Linked DNA regions of Mus musculus: region 1 is linked to region 2. Evidence: chromatin contacts called from public promoter capture Hi-C data. All regions are on one chromosome and are shown on one strand. Each heading gives the region's core, a stretch centred on a gene start, on an enhancer-like site or on the middle of the called end of the contact. The rest is flanking DNA. Distances are from core to core; before and after follow the strand shown.

Region 1 (2,765 bases), core at 236-2,735, 1.1 Mb after region 2:
CACCTTCCGACACAGCCTCGTGAGGATGAATCAGCCGTGCATCTTTCTTAGGTGCTGTAGTCTCCAACATCCCAAATGCAGGCTTTGTCTTTCCTTTAAAGGTGTTAAATGCCTTCTTGGGATGACTCATAACCTCTCCTAGCAGCACCTTGTGTTCACTGGCTTTCTCTAAGACTGCAGATCAATAAATTCGAAATTCTTTAAAGAGAATTTTACATGGAGAAAAATTCTACTTTAATTTAGGATAAGTATTTAAGTATCCCTCCTAGATAGAGGCATGGTGCTCACGCCTGTGACTCAGTCCTTGGGAGTTAGCTGGAAGCAGGAGGATTTTTGAGCTTGAAAGGAGTCTAGGCTACATAGTGAGTTCCAGGCCATCTTGGGCTACATACAGTGTAAGACGGTCTCAAAAAGCAAACACACAAACAGCACCACAACATCCAAGTGCAGGCAGAAGGGGCGCATATCTACATACCTATAGATCTCTGGATAGGCTACATTATTCTTCATAGCTAAACTTGTGAAATACATACGTCTTGGACACTTAACTTTTCTTTTGGAGGGTAAAAATAAAACTCAGTGAAAAAGCAGAAATTATAGTAAATAAAGTTTTAAAATAACACTCCATTAAATCACCATCCACACACTCAAGCAATGCCAAACAGTAACCTAACAAGTTTGTATCAGGCATGGACCAATCTTAAAGCCACAGACTCATACACGACACTAAAATGATAGCAGAAGCCCTCTGTGTAAAAGAGGGAGAAACACGGATGACTTCTGCTACAGGATCCTCTGTTTTGCAAATTGTCAAAAACAAAAACTGAGTGCCTGACTTTGTTATGTGCATGTATGTGTACATACCAGTGCTGGCTACACCAAGTGTGTGTGACCTTGCCCGTGTGCCTGTCAATGCTGACTACTTTGTCTAAGTGGCTTGACCTGTGCATATGCATGTTAGTAGTAGCTACACTGTCTGACCTTGTGTGCACTGTGCACGTGTGTGTGTGTGTGCATGTGTGTGTGTGTGTGTGTGTGTATGTGTCAGTGCTGGTTACACTAAGTGTCTGACCTTGTGTGCACTGTGCATGTGTGTGTGTGTGTGTGTGTGTGTATGTGTGTGTGTGTGTGTGTGTGTGTGTGTGTGTGTGTGTATGTGTCAGTGCTGGTTACACTAAGTGTCTGACCTTGTGTGCACTGTGCACGTGTGTGTGTGCACATGTGTGTGTGTGTGTGTGCATGTGTGTATGTGTTTGGAGGGAGCTTGGCATGTCTAAATTTTTGTAAAATTTTAAAGTATTTACTAAAATTTAAAATAGTCAAGATTTTATAAAGTTTTTACAAGAAGCCAGGCATCAGTAATGCATGCACATAGTAAAGAAAGGTGCTTTAATAAAGCCATCTGTCATTACTGATACTCGTGAGCCAGGGGAAAGAGCATCTTTCTCCCGCTACACGTGTCCCTTAGCTAGCACTGGGAAGCATTAGTCCCGTGCTCCCACACACATGCAAGCTCTCCCTGCAGCATCTGCTGCTAATTGAAAGGGACTAGAATTACAAAATCCTAGTCAATTTCTCTCCAGCTCTTGCTGTGTGTAAAGATTTTCTATGCAGGGGCTAAGCATTAGTCGTCCACTACAGCTGATGGCTAAAGACCAGAGAGAAGGAAACACACGGGAAAGCATTTTGTGTCCAGCATTATATGGACTCAACTGTGGCAAGAGAGACAGCTAAGCTTGTCTTTTGTTAGCTAGGTGCAATTCCATTCTGTAAATATAACTAGCCACCTATGAAGGCCTATTAACATCCTAGTTAGCCCAGTTGTCTATGTCCTCTGTTGGGGCAGTCTCCTTTGATATAACTTCAAAAGTAACTGTCAATATTATACCAATTATGTCTTTATTTCTGGCTCCCGAGCATAGTTTCTGGGACACAGGAGGCACCTGATAAATGTGTGTTGAATACATAATCCAATTGCATCTCGGAACACTTCACTCAAAGCATTCAAAGCACCCACAAAGAGCCGAGAATATTTGTTTTAAGAGCCATGATCTATCTCAAGTCCTCTGCACTTTTACGCCTTGTAGACTATGAAGTTTAAATGACATCTGATGTTCCCACGGTGGCAAGTGGAACACAGATTAGAGAGGATGGCAGTGGGAGTCACTCAGATGCTAACTGTGGCACTGTTAGCAAGTTGATAGTGGCTTCGGCTGGGCAGTGGAGTGGCACCTCTCACAGTAGCTGCCTCTGGGTGACAGCTTGCTCTGCTGCATGTGGCACGGGCCTGTGAAACGTGAAAAGGTCTAGTGCAAATGCCAGGCAGAAAGAAAGAAAGCTGGGCCAAGAGAGGCTCCAGCCTTGCTTCCTGCCTTGCTCTCCTAATTCAGTGTGTGTTAGCTAAACTGCCCCTGACTGCTGTGGGGTGGAGAACAGGATAGGAGCAGGAGCCGAATGGGCCGGCTCAGCTTAGGCCCCTCCCACTTAGGTCTGGATTTCTCCTAAGGGTGATGTGGTTCTACACTTTCTTGAATTATCTGCATAACTAGGTCCAAAACGCTTGGTTTCACTTCATCAGCACTCTGGGGCCAACAATTATTTGTTCAAGGTTTATAGGCATCACCCCACGCTGTTTTCTTGGGAGATGAAATCAGAGCGGTGTGTGCCATGTCATGTAGCATCTGGATGACTGATTCCTAGGCTACACAGCCTTGCTTCCTCCCGCAGCCCACACGTCTCGCAGAGAAAACCAACAGCATGCTCCA
Region 2 (2,701 bases), core at 146-2,645:
CCTGGTCTACAGAGTGAGTTCCAGGCCAGACAGGGCTACACAGCCAACAAGTCAAAAAACAAAACAAAATAAAAGCAACAAAACATCTAGAGAGGCAATATAAGCAAGGGAATCCAGCAGGTTTATTTTCTAATTCAAAACCTACAAACAGCTATATTCATGTTTGTAGTCACACACTTTGTTGAGAGCAAGAAGATATTTACAAATGTAGTTAAGATAACTAAAGTTATATTTTATTATGCTGAGGATTAGTATACAGTATTTACACTTTAAATTTCTAATTACAGTCTTAACCCTATCTTCCCAGGGCTGCTCACCTGGGTGACATATTTTAGCTTGTCAGGTTCAGTTTTTTTTTTCCTTTTTATTATTATTATTTATTCATTCTACATCCTAATGGTAGCCTCCCCTTCTGCCTGTGATCCCAGTCCCATCCTCACAAACACCTTCCCTTCTCAGAGAGGGGAGGAGACCCCCTTGGATACCACCTGATCCTGGGACATCAAATTGAAGCAAGACTACACACAACCTTTCCCATTAAGGCCTTACAAGCCAACAGAAGTTTTTGATTTGAGGCTCCTGAGGGCAGATTATGGTGGTGTCTTCTCATATGTGCAGCGCAGAGCATTGTCTTAGTCTCCAATTATATACTGTTCACTGGGGATCATGGGGTTTTAGGATTGTTATTTGGAGTGAGTGATGTCAGAGTTTTGGTTATTAGTCTTGGGTGTTTAAAAGGCATTTTTTTTTACTATGTTCATTACACACTTATATACATTTTCTACCTCTCCTACACTTATATATAAATACATCACACCGATCGCCTAATTGCCATTAGGTGTTGACTGGGTACGGAACAACCTGTCAGCCACCTAAATCGGGTCACTAGAGCAAAAGTTGTAAAATCCGTAAATGTAAAAAATTAAGATTAAAGAGGCAGGGTCTGAGAAGAAGACTTTGAAAGATGAAGCAAAATCTCTGTGGTGACGGTGTAAAAGAACTTCCACCGAAAGTATGTCTTTAAAATGCGGAGGGCTCCGTTCATGGGCCCACCGCCCGCCTCAGGCCCTAAAGAGGGTCTGGCAGGTTTCTGCTGTTGTCCTCCGTCAGGATCCCCTGCCTCTCTGCCAGTGCTAGCTAGTTCTGGCTGCTGAGCACACAGCACAGCCTGGCACCCTGGCGACCCTAAGCCGCCAAGTGAGAAAGAAGCTTCTAGAAACCATGCGGGCCTCCGATGGGGGGCCGCGGGCGGAGGACGGGGGCCCCGAGGGGGGACGCTGCTCACCTGAGCTCCTCACAGAACCTGGCTCCGGGCTCTGCGAGCCCCGAGTTCCTCACCGCCGAGCTCCTCACACAGCGCACCGTTCCTCCCCGACCAGCACGAGCGATTCAAACTGCCCGCCGCCGCCGCCCCTCTTCCCTCCCGCTCACTTCCGGTCCCGCCCAGCTAGCCTCCACGCCCATTGGCCATGGCGAGAGGCTTTCGACCAGTCCTCACCCGGCTTCTCGGTGAGCCGCCTCTGATTGGCCCTTTTGGACGACTGTTTAAAAACAAGCAGAGCCGGCGGCGGAGCCTGCGCAGACGTCGGATGCACTGGCGTTGCCTAGAGACGGGCTCCGCACGCTGGGAGGAGCGGACTGCGGGTCTGAATGAGGGTTAAACCCTGAGCGGCTGGGCGGGCTTGAGGAGCAGGGTAAGGTGAGGTCTGTGCTGCGGGGAGGCCGCTCGCTCTAACCGTAGGACAAGCGTAAGGTGTTAGCTCTGAGGGGATTATTATTATAAAAGTTAGCTGCGAAGTTGATTATTACTTTAAAAGTTGGCGCGCACCTGCCATAGCAGCCCTGCGGAGGGCGTTTGGAGGACAGCCTGGCTATAGACAAGAGTCCTTGTCTCGAAAAGAAAAGAAGAGGGGAGGGGAGGCGGGGGGTGGGGGGGCGGATAACAGAGGCACAGTATAACAAATAATCTGAACTTGAATCTAGACATGCATGCAAAACTCAACTGCTGACCTCTCTGTCATCTCCATATTTTCAAAATCTGGATATGCGATTCGCATGGGTTGTGGTGGCTCACGCCGACAGGATTTACTGAATATGAGATCCGAGGGGAACACTTCATCAGATTCAAATATTCACAAGGCTCTTCTAAACTGAGTATACTGCTTCCACTTTCCTAATAGCACCTAAATGCCTAAATATTTTTCTTTAAAAGTAAATATCCATAGGAGGTATGGGATGTGATGCAAACGGAGGGTGGATAGGGGCGGGGGTATGGAATATGGAGTGTGGAAAATAAATTTAAAATAAAATAATTTTAAAAAAAGAAGTAAATATCCTTGGAATTGTAGAGGTGGCTCAGCAGTTGCTGCTCTTGCAGAAGACCTGGGTACAGTTCCTAACATCCACATAGTAGGTCACAACTATCTATAAATCCAGCTCAGGGAATCTGATTCCCTTTTCTGGGCCCACAGGCAACAGGTATGTAACGACATACGTGCTGGCAAAACATGCATGCACATAAAATTAAAACATAAAAATGCTCTCAGTTCCTCTTTCCTCTCCAGTGATCCCTCTCATTGTCTCTCTGCTCACATCCCATTTCTTTTTAGGGTCACTTAGTGCCCAGGGCTTATCCCAGCACCCAGTTTCCCCAGGAAGGCAGCTAAGAGTTACAGAGTCAGATGGAGACCAAAGCTGCTTT

What was found. Promoter capture Hi-C pulls out the DNA fragments that hold promoters and counts their contacts.
Region 1: a contact with region 2 is called in a promoter capture Hi-C map of hippocampal neurons, with 5 times the contacts expected there. The contact joins the enhancer-like site here to the promoter of Cenpf in region 2. A contact is called at or near these places in 7 of 39 promoter capture datasets (the 3T3-L1 cell line, 3T3-L1-derived adipocytes, cranial neural crest and 4 more), 1 of 15 datasets of contacts at CTCF or cohesin (pro-B cells), 16 of 484 Hi-C or Micro-C datasets (CD4 T cells, the G1E-ER4 cell line, the HL-1 cell line and 8 more) and 4 of 115 datasets of contacts at active chromatin or transcription factors (astrocytes, embryonic stem cells, large pre-B cells and 1 more).

Annotation. Positions count from the first base shown.
Region 1 is chr1:190,789,391-190,792,155 of GRCm38.p6, forward strand. All of the region lies in intron 12 of Rps6kc1 (ribosomal protein S6 kinase polypeptide 1), which reads right to left. Among named protein-coding and RNA genes, the nearest start is that of Gm51740, 29 kb to the right of the region's middle. Within about 2 kb of position 1,486, at least 7 of the 459 cell types and tissues checked have an H3K27ac peak or open chromatin away from gene starts, as enhancers often do. A contact at or near this core is called in hippocampal neurons, where this site is marked.
Region 2 is chr1:189,686,691-189,689,391 of GRCm38.p6, forward strand. Cenpf (centromere protein F) reads right to left here and starts at 1,396. Exons shown (of 18, transcript NM_001081363.2): 1 at 1,286-1,396.